2 separate regions of the Hordeum vulgare genome follow, and region 1 is linked to region 2. The links are chromatin contacts, called in public Hi-C maps. All regions are on one chromosome and are shown on one strand. Each heading gives the region's core, a stretch centred on a gene start, on an enhancer-like site or on the middle of the called end of the contact. The rest is flanking DNA. Distances are from core to core; before and after follow the strand shown.

Region 1 (6,938 bases), core at 2,649-5,148, 80 kb after region 2:
CCAAAACTTAATTGCTTTATAAGAAAATCATGCATGTGTGCATCTCGGATGAATGATCATCATGGTACCTACGAATATGTGTACATAGTATCAGTTATATCATTTCTGAACAAGCCAACACACAAATACCTTATTAAGTAGAGCACACAACTTACTTGTAATGAAACACAAGAATTCATGCAATGTTTTGGAAGTAATCTGATCTGAAATGGTAATGCATAACCATTGCTTGACCTCACAATACATCAAAACCTCCATTAACTTCCTTGCAGCCCTACTTGGATTGGTATCTAGTTCGACACCTATAGGGTTGCACGCTGCACTACTTTTGTAGGTGAATGAAATTTAATTTTAAAAGCATAACTGAGAGGTTATAGTATAGTCCAAGAGACCATTATGCAACCACGTGTCATAGTCTTGGGACTGACATGTAAAAATTACCAAAAATGATACACATTCTCTTGTACTTCGCCAATTATGGTATTTCCATGCAAATAATTTCGTTCCACATGACAATGGAACTAAGAGTGGGTAAAAATAAAATATTTAAAATCGCATGGATGTGTCAAGTGAAAGCAAAATATACCATGCCACCATTTAAGCATGAAGTAGGATGAGTTTTTTCTTTCACTCCTTTCATACAAAAATTATGATTTTGACCTTAGCGAAGATGAATTCAAAGTAACCTTATGTTCGAACCTCTATCATGTATCATTAATTGAACTTGTTATCTCCCACACATCGAAATATGATTCCTAAAATAGATTTATGTCATAGTATAACGAGGCTATTTAGGAAGACAATTGGCAAGATGATAACAAAAACAACACATCACACGTGCCTTACCGAATTGAGTTTCTAAACTACAGATACCACATTCATAACATTGATGTATGTACCATTAACTATTTAACATGAATACATCTCATTCTAGCCCCGCCCCCAATAAAAATCTGGTACATCTTGTACTCCCTCTGCTCCGCCACACATCCCAATATATTTTGTGAATTTTATTAGAAATACAAGTAACTGTATGATTCGAATGGACTATGCACCACCTTTTTCCCATTGTATACCCGCTCTCTATTTCCAATCTTTCATAGTAGAACACACCATCCAAGAATAATTCACGACCATCTGTTCCTGCATAGTGGCATAGTGATTTTTAATTTGTATCTTGGTTATAGGTGTAAAACGTCATGGTTACTAGCATATTTTGTTTGCACTTCATGGTTTATATTTCATGTTTCATCCCTATGCCCAGGAGTCCCTTTTGGTGTTAATTTTGACCCAACTGAACTTATACTACTTGGACAGTTACAAGAAAGATTGGTAGGGCAAAATCTCATAAACTAATAGATAGTTTTATTCCAACCATTGAGAAGGTGGAAGGAATATGCTATAGAGATCCAAAAAATCTACTCTTACATGATTCTTATTTCGCACATGCTATTAGGGCCTTTTAAACTAAATACCTAGCTCATAGTTTCTTGAGTAAGTTCTAGCTAGTTCATTCATATACTGTGACGCCCTCGATTTAATCGTACGCTAGTCATACACGCAAATGCGTACGATCAAACTCAAGGACTCACGGGAAGATATTAAACACAACACTAGACACAAATAAAATAATACAAGCTTCATATTACAAGCAAGGGGTCTCGAGGACTAGAATACGGAAGCTCGATAAACACACGAGTCAGCGGAAGCAACAATATCTGACTACACACATAAAACATGGGGTGCCTTAGAGAAGGCAAGCACAAAAGAAACACGATCGAACGAGGCGAGGCCTCATGCCTCGGAACCTCCTAAACTAATCTTGCTCTTCAGCGGCCTCCACGAAGAAGTCACCAACGCGGGGAGGGGGGGCAGGCGTCGGCAGGAAACTCCACTCGTGGGCTCCATCGTCTGGTTGCAGCAACGGATCAAGGGGACAAAGGGGGAGCCAAGCAATGGTGAGTACTCATCGAAAGTACTCGCAAGTCTTACATCAGAAATATTCTAAATATGCAACAGTATCGAAGAAGGGGGTGGTTATGTGTGGACTGACTGCAGCAATGCGAGATTAGAGAGAGAAGGCCTGGTCCTATGAAGACTAGCATCTTGAGGGTCTTGCAGCAATAGACGAGAGTAGATCAGGTGTAACACAAATAATAGTCATATTATTGCAGCAATATTAAAGTGAGGTCACGCCCACAGATCCTCCCTCGACTCCCTGCGAGGAAGCGATCCCAGGGCAACTAATTCCAGTTAAGTAACAATTGTAATTGTATAAGATCAGGGCACAACTCCAAGTCGTCCTGTAACGTTGGACATGGCTATTCGAATAGATAAGTTCTTCCCTGCAGGGGTGCACAACATATTCCCCGACGCGCTCGATAACACTTTGGACGGACACACTTTAATGGGTCATGACCGGCCTCGGAATGTCGAAACGTCGCAGCCCCACCTAAGCTCAACAGAGAGGCAACCCGTCGGTCTAACTCCTAAGCACAGAGGGTTTGTGGGCCCACTTTCCCTCCGCGCTCCTGCATGATGCGTGGGTGGCCGAGGTCAGTCCTAGCATCCCTTAATCACAAGCGCGATGCATCTCAAGACCACTCGGGCGCGCGCGCGCTCCATTGCTGACGTCTAAAGAGCTTCGGCTGATACCGCGACGTCGAGTACCCATAATTCTTCCCACCCAGACGGTTAGTGCGTAATAATGCCTTCCGACCAACCGAGATCAAATACCCAAATCCATTATCATTTTAATTAGGTCATCGACACAAACACGCGGGAATCCACCCGCCTAACATCTATTCATCAATGATCCCAGTAACATGATCAAGTAACTGTGTGGTTGTAACATCGGGGGGAATCCGAGGTATCACCCTCGTTGGATTCTAAACGATGTATCCGTCAAGGTGGACCTACAGGAATCACCGTCGAGGGTCCCACACTTGAGGGGTTGCACGACAGAGGCATTGTCGGAAATGGTGAAAGAGGAATCACCCTCAATAACCACGACCGACTAGCTGTACTACAGAGATATCATCAGGGGTACTTCGCGAGGTGTCACCCTCGGTACCCGATAGTATCTTTGTAGCGTCGCACAACTAAGGGGGGGGGGGTAAGTGTTGTGCCGGATCTGGCTCGTCGATGAGGGATCGAGACTTGAAAACAAAGCGGGGCAACTGGACTACAGGGTCAGAGGGGATGACTGCTCCACCTATACTAAATAGTTTAAAGTGCAGTACTGAAAGTAGCAGTTCATCAAAAATAGGTTATGCATTAGATATAGGAGCTAACTACAACAGTACGAAAATTCTAATGCAAGCAGGAGGAAGAAAGACATAGGCGATATAGGGGTGATCAAGGGGGTTTGCTTGCCTTGTTGCTCTGCAGACACATAGAGATCCTCGACATTGAAGTAGTCGATCACCGGATCAACATCGGTCTCGGGGTCTACCGGAAAGGAAAATAACGAAGGGGAAACACATTAATTAAGAGAGCAAGCAAACACACCATAAAGCATGACAAGGTAATACACCGTGCTAGGGGTGACCTAACGCAGCAACACGTGTCGCAGACGGGTCGGAAGAATATCTGACGATATTTTTCGAGTCTTTGGCTATTACCGAGCAGATAAACCTAATGCAAAATGTCCATATCCAACATGCTCCGAGCATGTGACAGATGAAGGGACACCGTATTCGGATTTATGGGATTTTTCTGAACAACTTTCATATATAAATTATTTTCATTCGAGTTGCGAATTATTTTATATGAATTTTCAGAGTTTTAACAATATTCTAGATTATCCTAATTCAAAAATAAATGTGGAAATATTTTTCTTACATGGGGCTATGCTAGCCAATGGTATGACGGTGGGGTGAGGGGTCTAGTTAGCAGTAGTTCACCAGTCAATGTTGCCTGGTCAACATGGTCAATGGGGCCGTGTGACATTGACTATATCTGAACAAATAATTTTAAACTAACTTGAATAAATGGGGTCCACTTGTCATTTGTGCATTGAACTAAATAATCAACTAACCTAATTAGAAGAGTACGGGCGAGCCGGACACACACGCACGCATATGGCCATGCTCGTCGGCTTGGCATCCTGTGTTAGCATGCACAGCACACATGCCATGATGCCCAGCGGTACAAGCAGCAACAGCAGCTGGCAGCAGCCATAGCAAGCAACAACAGCAGCTCGCAGCAGCCATAGCAAGCAGCAATACCCAGCAACATCCAGCGACAACACCATGCGGCAGCAGGCAGCAGTAGCCAATGGCAACAGCAGCGGCAAGACGGGAGCAGCAGTGGCCAATGGCAACAGCAGCGGCAAGCAGGAGCCAGCAGCGGAGCAGCAACGCAGTGAAGCCCGCAACAGCTCAGCGCGGCAAGTGCACGCGCCAGAATCACGGGCGACGAGCGCGGCCGTGGGCGCGGGGCTGCGCGAGCACGGGGCGGGGCGTGTACGCGGACGGCTCAGCATGAGGCGGTCGCGACAACTTCGGACAACATCAGCAGGTGCACGGGCAGCCAAGGCAGCAAGCACAGAGCATGTACGTGCTCGTACGTGTACGTTCGGACGAGCTCGGGGACGACAGCTATGGCCACGGATCGAGGAGGAGACAAGGGGAATGGGGGTGCCGCTCACAGGGGAAGGCGGCGGCCGTAGTTGAGGAAGACGACGTCGATCCCGGCGATGTAGAGGCATAGAGCTCGAGGTGGTGGTCGTAGACGACGTAGAGGAGGCCGACGGAGTTGCAGGACATGGACTCCGGGCACGGGGTCGACGGAGGGCGCGAGCTTCACGGTGAGGCGGCCATGGGGTCGTGAACGTCGACGGGTGTGAGCGAATGGGGCCTCCTAGCTCGAGCCCTTCCGCGTGGGGATGAATTCGACGACGACGAAGGTCCTGGACATGGTCTCAGTCGATGGGGAGGTCGTTGGTCGCGAGGACGGTGATGGCCATGGCGGCTGCAGCCACGGGCGTGCTTCAGATTGAGGGACAGAAACGAGGAGGAAGGTTGAGGGGATTAGGGTTCGTGCACGGGGTTGGGGTGGGTCTTATCTACCCTGGGGACTCGTTGGATGCTCGACACGAAGGCAAGGATGGCCATGGAGGCGGAGATGGCCGCCACGCACAGGTTCTGCCTCCTCTGTGTACAGAGGAGGAAGAAAAGGGCTCTGATGGGTTTGGGTCTTGCACTGGAGCAACATAGGGTCCACATGCGCAATAGCTTTTTAATATTTTCCTGTTCTTTTACTGTATTTATTTTTCTCTCCTGTTTTCTATTTTTGTTGTACCAAACAAATTTTGTTGCATATGAAACTTGTCACATAATTACTAGAGAATATATTAAGCTAGTACAAAAAGTTTGAGCCCAATTTTAATTGATTTGAATTATGTTAGGATTTAGATAGGCCACTTAGGTGTTGTTGGTTTAATTCAAAAATAGATAAGGGCAACTTTTATGTTTCAAATGATGTTGTTTTCTTATTGAAAATTACTTGGGGAATATTTGCAACTCAATCATGATTTTTATTTTATAGTTTTAATAAATAATTTATTTGACTTAAATTTTAATGTTAATTTTGTTTTGTTTTTTGTCAAGTGGCAATTTGGCTTAGCTAATCTTGATGACATGGCACCATTAGCATGTGATTACTGTAGCTTGATTACAGGGTTACTGTAGCCTAATCCGGGATGTCAGAACTCTCCACCACTAAAAGAAGTTCTCGTCCCGAGAATTAAGGGGTAGAGGTAAGGGGGAAACGTTTGGTTACGAAATTCTAACGAGTCTTCTCGGTCTTGTTTGTTCTTCCCCATGAAATTTATCCTTTTCGTTGAAGTCTTCAATTCTCTGTCTCGTGTCATCCTGATGAAGTCGCCATCCTTCCTTCGGGATTTTCATCGCCCTACGAATGGGATAATAGGGAAAACTTTGGAAGAACGTAGCTACACAAAGTTGGGCATCTGCCAGCGAACTCATAGAAGAGGACATGAATTATTCCTCAAGTTGTAACTCACGGAATTCATTGGAAATAATACGTGATGATACAAAGGTTTCGAACGATTAGGCAACCGTTTGATGCCTAAACATATATGAAAAAGGGGGTTTAGAGCAATGAACATGAATATTGCTCCTGATACAAGAATAGATCGTCCCATTGAACGGTGGCTCGGGAATTCCATACGAAGGCAAGTGCAAAGGGTACTCTGGAGTCAAAAATGTACATGAGAGTCAGGTTTCGATCCTGTGGAACTTGGGTTATGGGTCCACCATGTGGGTTAAGAGTAGGCAGAGCGGTGACATCTTGCACGGTCTTGGTAGCAAGACGTGTGAGATGGTAGCCTGTCAGTTATGTTGGCAACAACGTCGGCACCAAGGCCGAGGAATGAATATAACCATTTTCCTGCTCGTTGAAACGAGGCGGACCAATAGGCAAGGCTCTCGTCCACCGGTGGCTACCGGAATGTTATCCACAATAGTAACAGGGTTTTACTGACAGAGTTGTATACCGAAATTTTTACCTAAGCAGGGAATTAACACTGCTTAGATGAGTTCAGATTCAAGAAAGGTCAAACTGACCAATGGGAAGGAAAACGTGTTCACACACACCAGTATTAGAGTATACCATTCCCAAGGAAAAACATAAAGTATGGTATACAAGATAGGTCATCATGTACATAACCATTTTGATAAGAGGGCAAGGAGAATCGAGATGTTTACCCATACCATATGGTTTCGATAATTGATCAGGAACAATTTAGCATTGTGCTTCCAATGTTCCTGTTGAAATTTGAAGTACCACATCCGTGCTTCGAGGTAGCATCGACACGTTCATCAGATAAAGGTTGGACTTTGGGTACACAAAGGATTCATCAAAAACAACTTATAAAATAAGCCATTTAGTTTCCGCATGGTAGAATGGCGAAC
Region 2 (7,391 bases), core at 193-2,692:
TGTGATATGACTCCCACACTACACTGCAAGATCCTACTAGATTACAATAAATGATATTTTATTAGAAGAGTTGTTGTATAGTTTTGTGCAGCTTTGAAAAGAAGCTTGAATAAGTATAATATAACCTCAGCATCACACTAGAAGACAAAACCAATACCAATATAATAAGTATACTTGTCATAAGAGGACAACTAAGTTGGCTAAACCGACCTCCAGCTAGCACATTCGGCCGATGCAAAAACCCATTCAAAAGCTTCTCCATTTTTCTAGACAACGATTTTACGTCGAGGAAACAATTTTGAAAACGCCAGCATTAATTACCTTCATTGTATTGCATATTTGCACGAGTTAACCATGACAAGCATGGATAACGCTTTTCGTTAGGTTCGCCGAGGAAATTTCTCTTGATTATCTTCATGAACGAGGCCATTCCTTTTGTTTTTCCAACTGTTTCTTTGATAATAAGTTATTAGTTGATGTTTTTCCCATTTTTAAAAAATAGCACGACAACCTGTACATATGTTTACCCTTCAATCAAATCTTGCACGTGTCGAGCACTCCAGGTCACACATCAATGGCAAAAATGTTGAACATGTTCCAAAATAAAAAGCGGTATGCCAAACGGTGCTAAAGCAATTTGGCTTGCTTGGGCAGTTAGTTTGGGTCAGTGGCGGACCTAGAATCTCACGTTTGGGGTGCCACATTTCTAAGTTAACACTACGTAGTATCAATAAATAGTACGTATAAAAATAGCATCACTTTGATAACCGTATTTAGTGTTAAGTACAAAGAAAATACTAATGCAAAACAAAGTCAAGTTTAATTTAAAAATAATTGAAAACTATTTTAATTTTTTAATTAATTATTAAAAGAAATTCTCATATAGATGCATATACAACCACGAACCAAAGTGTATTTCGCAGCCGATGCATGTTTTTTTTTTTGAAACTGATGCATGGTTTGTTTGTGCGGCAGTTTTGAAAGAAGCCGAGATAAGTAGTACGTACAGTACAAGATAACCTCAGCATCACATGACAAACGCATATACCGATAGAATAAGCACACTTGTCACGGCAAATAAGCAAGGGCGTCCAAACCGACCCCGAGGCTGGCTGGCGCAAACGGCCCGTGCAAACGACGAGCGAAATAGCCCCTCAGGCCAGGACAAGGACGGGAACAAAGAAAGAAAGAAAATTGTTTCACGAGGAGCAAGGATAATTTTATACCACCACCACCAACGCCGCCAATCAGACCCGGCACGGCAGGGGGCGGCGAGCGAGGGATAGATAGATACGCGGGAGACGTGCGGGCGTAGAGGCAGAGAGAGTGGGAGAGAGAGGGAGGGAGGGAGTGAGTCCACCTCAGCTTCAGGTGAGCTGGCCGGTGGCCGCTGGGGCATTTTCTATTTCTGAGGCCTGCCCGGTTTCCAATTCCGACGAGCCAAAACAGACGGAGGGGAAAGCGGGACGGAAGAGAGAGAGAGAGAGGGGGGGAGAAAAAAATGGAGGAATAAAAGGGGAAAGAAATAAAGCGAGAGGAGAATCCCAATTCCCCAAGTAGTACGCACGAGAGGAGAGGGGGAGGGGAGGGAGGGAAGGAGTACAAGAGAGGAGAGAGAGGAGGCGGGGGGCGAGGCGAGGCGAGGAGAGGAGAGGAGAGGGGCAGCGGCAGAGGGCTGCAGCAGGGGCAGAAGCATTAGAAGGGGCAGTTGTAACCAAGTGGCAGCAGTAGATAGAGCCATCTATCTATCTCTCTCTCTACAGGTATAAATCCTTCCTTGCTTCTTCGCTCGCTTCCTTGCTTGCTTGCTCGCTCGCTCGCGCATCTGGTAGGAGGGGGGCAGAAGGGGGGTTGGTGGCGGTGGCGGTGGCGGTTGGGATTTCGAGGGCGGAGCGGCGATGGGGGCGCGCTGATTGGGCCGCCGGCCGCGATCTTTCAGTCGAGGTTTTCTTGGTTGGGCGTGATCTCCCTCCCTCCCTCCCATGAGTTCGATTTGCTGTTAGGTGATGATTCTTCTTTTTTGCCCCCCCCCCCCCCCCCCCTTCCTGCGCGTGTTCTTCCCTTTCTGTTGGATTGGATGGAGCCGCCGTCCGCCGGGATTCGCGTCGCCTGGGCGGGTGGAAGGGAGGTTTGGTTTGGTTTGGTTCTGGGGCGGGACGATTTGGGGGGGGGGGGGGGGGGGGGGGGCGGGCGGCGGATCGAGTGGGTTCTCGCCGGAAGATTCGATTTTTTTTCCGCCTTGTTTTTATTCACGCGCTCTCCTCAGATCTCAAATGCCCCCTGTTCCTGATCCGTTTCTTCTCGCCGATTTCCTCCCTCCCCTGTTGATTCCATTCTTATTGCAGATCGCGGCTAGGAGATCAGCGAGCGCGCTCCCTTTCCGGATCAATCTCGTCCGAGAAGATAGCAGGCCGTACGGGAGCAGCAAGCAAGGGGGGAGGAGGGGAGGCCATGATGCTGGAGGGCAAATCCTGCCTCGTCTCGCGCTCCCTGCCCAGCTACTGCGAGCCGGAGTCCGAGTGGGCGTTCCTCGCCCGCGAGGTCTCCGTCATCAGCGGCGGCAAGCGCCCCGCGCCGGAAGACTTCGGCGCGGAAGACATGGAGGAGGCGGACGGCGGCGGCGGCGGCAGCAGCGGGAAGCGCAGCAAGTCGCCTTCCCCGCAGCCGCACACGCCGGATATCACCGAGAGCCACGGCTCCAGCCGCCACGCCTCCTCAGGCGGCGGAGGTGGGGAGCAGCAAGGCTCTGGGGCCAATCTTATTGGTGAGATTGGTCGCGACCTCTCCATCAACTGCCTCCTCCGGCTCTCCAGGTCGGACTATGGCTCCGTGGCCTTCCTCAACAGGGACTTCAACTCCCTGGTGCGCAACGGGGAGATCTACCGCCTGCGGCGGCAGAATGGCATCGCCGAACATTGGGTCTACTTCTCCTGCAATGTCCTGGAGTGGGACGCCTATGACCCCTACAGAGAGCGCTGGATCCAGGTGCCCAAGATGCCACCGGATGAATGCTTCATGTGCTCCGACAAGGAGTCCCTGGCCGTGGGCACCGAGCTGCTTGTCTTTGGGATGGCACACATTGTGTTCAGATATAGCATCCTGACCAATTCGTGGACAAGGGCTGATCCCATGAACTCTCCTCGGTGCTTGTTCGGATCAACAAGCGTTGGTGAGAAGGCCTATGTCGCTGGAGGCACCGATGCTTCTGGAAAGATACTGAGCTCTGCAGAGATGTATGACTCTGTGACACACACTTGGACACCCCTTCCCAGCATGAATAGGGCTAGGAAGATGTGTTCTGGTGTGTTCTTGGATGGCAAGTTCTATGTGATCGGTGGTGTTACCAACAACAACCAGGTCCTGACATGTGGTGAGGAATATGACTTGAATCGGGGGTCATGGAGGGTTATTGAGAACATGTCTGAGGGCCTCAATGGAGTCACTGGTGCTCCTCCACTCATTGCAGTTGTCAACAATCAGCTCTATGCAGCTGATTACAGTGAGAAGGATGTCAAGAAGTATGACAAGCTGAATAATAAGTGGATCGCTCTTGGGAAGTTGCCCGAACGGTCTGTGTCGATGAATGGATGGGGCCTTGCTTTCCGAGCCTGTGGTGACCGGCTGATTGTCATTGGAGGCCCAAGGACTTCTATTGGTGGCATCATTGAGCTTAATTCATGGGTTCCGGATGAGCAACCGCCGGTGTGGAATTTGGTTGCCACACGGCAATCCGGGAACTTCGTGTATAACTGCGCCGTGATGGGTTGCTGAGTCCACTGAATAAAGATTGGATGCAGTGGATATTTATGAAGGATGATAGTATGCACAAAGGCGGCCTGTTCAATTGCTCCAGCCCTGATTCTTCGTAGCGATTTATGCCTTCTGCCCGGTTTCAGACTTTAACTGGACATCTGCTGAGCGGCAGCACTCATGTAACCCTTGAGTTCTAATACTTCTGTTTTCCTTGCTAATCCATTTCTACATTTGCAATTTGGATCAACAGCTCGTGATTTCAAAGATACGAGACTATGCAAAAACAGTGTTATATTAATAATCTAGAAACAACTTCCAGAATGCCTATCACTGTTGATGATGACCAACCTGTTAAGCAATACTTGATTTATCCAGTTTGGCTGCACCTAGGGCATGTTTATAAATTATGAATGCCGTGCATCATATTCACTGCTATGTCTCTTATTCGTCCAGTTTGCTTCATGATATGCTTTTCTGCATTGTGTTATCAGCTTGTATGTTGGTAATGATATGTTCTTTTCCTGGTCGTGAATTTGTATGATTTATATGCTATTAGATGCATCATATTGTTCTACTTTTAGTTTGTGATGGTTCGACTCGGTGTTTTAGTTCATGTTTCCATGAACTGATGTTTGAGTTGGTCAACTGAGTAGAGTTCAAGTTATTTTGTTTCTGATGGAGTGTCGAAGCAAGAGTAGTTGTCAAAACTGGATCACTTTACTGGTCATTTAGTGAAGTTTCCTGGGAATTATGCTTGTATTGTCAATCCTTCTACCTGTAGTTGTTGCTAGCCTAGAAATAAGTCTCCTCATAGTTTCTTCTTGCTAGCCTATAAGTAACTCTCCTCATAGTTTCTTGGTCATTGAATTATTTCCTAGAGCAATAGGGCAAAAAACTCTAGCTGATTGATTCTGCATGTTCTGTTCTAGCTATTTCAGCAAATTGATATTATCCTCTATTAGCAATGCTGCAATAAGAGAATATATATAGGTTAAAAGGAAACGAGGCATTTGCAACTGTGGTTTTTTAATCTTTTGAGTGGGTTATATCTGTCTGACCGACCATTTGTTTGAACTGTATTTGTGATCATAGTGCATACATTCTTCCTTCTCTTTTGGTCATTTAGATTTGCATACACGCTTCTTTGGAATGGGAGTCGAATGGTGGTGCACTGCAAGTTCAGATGGCGGCCCTTGCGGTATATAAAAGGAGCTTGTGTAATCTGTCGACGTCACCTCTTACAGAGTTACGGACATATATATCTGCTGAAAGAAAGAAACCTTGTAGATCCTGCCATTTGGAGCAAGAACAGGGTTGTGAGCAGAGCAGAGGATTGCTGCACTCTTTTATACATCATCTTGCACAATGTGGCAACCTTTTGTTCTTCTTCCATGAGTGACAGAACATTTTGGTCGTGCTAGAAACTTGTTTCGGAGCACCAACACGTTTGTTTGTTTGTTTAAAATCATCACAGATCTTGTTTGTGTTGTCATGTTTGTTTTCTTACTGCAAGCCCATATTTTGTTGAGACGAAGCAAAGCTGAAATTTTCAGTGGAGCTGCATGCGCTTTGAGGAGTGAATTCGCAGGCACGCGCTGGTGAGGTTTGCTTCCCGCCGTGACGTGTTCCTTGCAAGGCAGAGCAGGCGTGGAGAGGTAGAAGAAGCACACGTGCCGATCGATGGTGAATTGGCATTCTTTCTCTCTGAGCCAGCCACAGTGTGTTCCCATCGACTAGTCATCGGGTCAGGTCACCGAAGCTTTTCGCCCCGTCAGGTCGAGTCCGGTGGCAGCAGCAGCAGCAGTACGAGCCGACGCTACACCTACACCTACGCATACCGCCGTTTTGTTCCCCGGGCAACTTGGCAGGTGACCCAGCCCGACACAACTCTGCCGCCGAGGGAAGACTCGCTGACCCGTCCCTGCAAAAGGGAAAACACACGAGGAGAAAAACGTTCCTCCTCTCCTCTCCTCCAGAGAGAGCACGCACGAGGACGCTTTGCTTTGCTGCCTGGACTGGAAGAAATCATCATCATTCATGATTCATCAGCCTCCGTGCTGCGTTGCGTACTTGCGTGAAGCTTCCTTCCTCTGACCCCCGGAAGGAAGGCTAGCAGCAGCACAGCAGTACTGGTAGCAGCCTACGCCCCTCTCGCTTGGATGGACGGATTCCTCCTTGAGCGTGGTGGTGGAGGTGGAAGCGGAAGCGTACGTCTCGTGCCTCCTTTACAGCGCTGCATCCGCTTGCGTTGCGTCGCGGCGGTACTACCACCACCTTTTTCCCTTCTTTCTTGTGCTGGAGAGCGCGGGGGTCTCCAATAATTTCAGCCGTGGCCGTCGCTGTTGCGCCGTTCCGGGCATCCAGTTCTGTCGTGCGCGCCGCTGCAACCGGCACCAGAGCTGCGTGCGAGAACCATCCACAGCACATGCGCCCGAGAGAGACGATCCAAATGCTAGTACATGGAGTACATCTCATCTGCCTCGGCTGCGCCCAACCACTGTCTTTAGTCCCCTGTCCCGCCCGGTTCAGCCGCCTCTCTCTGGGTGCCACAGCTTCCAAATCCGCCCGCCCCCATTATTTACGCTCCTGCTCGACCTCTCCAGAGCCTGCAAATGCTTGTTGCGTTTGCTCTCCACGTGCGATCCAGTTAGCTAATTAACTGCGACCAGCAAGAAAATAATTAGGCGAGTTAATGATGGTAATACGCTGGCGTCGCGTCCTTCTGGATGATGGATGGAGGAACCGAATAACCACGGCCATTTCGTCCGGTTTACACGCTCGCAAGTGTCATTTGCAGGGAGACGGGGATTGGAGAACATTTCTGGGTGGAGAATATGTACATCTATCCGTCTATCTATGAATCTATCTATCTACCCATCTCGTCTCCATCGAGCATATGAAACCATGCCTCCCACTTTATTTATTCGCGGCCGGTTTAATGCGCGGCGTTAGGCGCCCCCGAATTCTTTCACCCGGATGGCCTCCACTGTTTGCTTGTCCCAAGAGTGATCGGCACGCCAGAGCCAGCCTACGTGCTGTCATTTTCCTCCCTTTTTCCCTCGTGCATGTATGCAGGGGAATCGTCCCCGGCCGCGCGTGAACGGTGAGTGAAATGGTGGCGATCGATGCGTCGACGCAAGTGGGGAGAAGCTTTTCCGCTCCGTCTCTTTCCTTTCTCCGATCGGAACAATGCACATCAGATCTTCCTACCGGCCGGTCTCTTGGCCGTCCCGTCGCCGTCGAGGCTTGGCCGTTCCGTTCCCATGTGGCGACGACGGCGACGGGCCGTAGCTGTACGCGGCGCCGGCGGTGGGCGCTTGGGTTTACGTACGCCTCGTGGCTTCAAACCATTGACGCCGTCTCCACTCCAGGTCAGACTTTACGGCTCTGGTAAGCGCACGCAAAGCTCGCGTTTGACCTGTCCCCGTCCGTTTGCTTGTTGGGCTGGAAGTGAAGTCTCCTCCGGTTTAGTTAGGCCTGCTGTGCTGCTTAACGAATGGTGGGCTTATAAGGCCTTTACTTATCTGTGCGTGCGTGTGTGTGTGTGGAAAGGAGGCCCAGGCCTGTTGGTTTGTTTCTTGTCTGTGTTGCTCAGTTCGGACCTCGAGGAAGATTCAGGAGGAGGGATGGACAGGCTG

Evidence for each region. Hi-C and Micro-C count contacts between places; a contact is called where the count stands out from the background.
Region 1: a contact with region 2 is called in a Hi-C map of leaf, with 2.1 times the contacts expected there. The contact joins the enhancer-like site here to the promoter of LOC123449568 in region 2. A contact is called at or near these places in 2 of 6 Hi-C or Micro-C datasets (leaf and seedling).

Annotation. Positions count from the first base shown.
Region 1 is chr4H:565,488,448-565,495,385 of MorexV3_pseudomolecules_assembly, forward strand. No RefSeq gene overlaps it. Among protein-coding and RNA genes, the nearest start is that of LOC123450765, 54 kb to the right of the region's middle. Within about 2 kb of position 3,899, at least 1 of the 3 cell types and tissues checked has open chromatin away from gene starts, as enhancers often do. A contact at or near this core is called in leaf, where this site is marked.
Region 2 is chr4H:565,410,992-565,418,382 of MorexV3_pseudomolecules_assembly, forward strand. It overlaps LOC123449568 (F-box/kelch-repeat protein At1g74510-like), which reads left to right and starts at 1,443. Exons shown (of 2, transcript XM_045126836.1): 1 at 1,443-1,763; 2 at 2,346-4,074. The coding sequence starts at 2,452. The coding sequence ends at 3,771.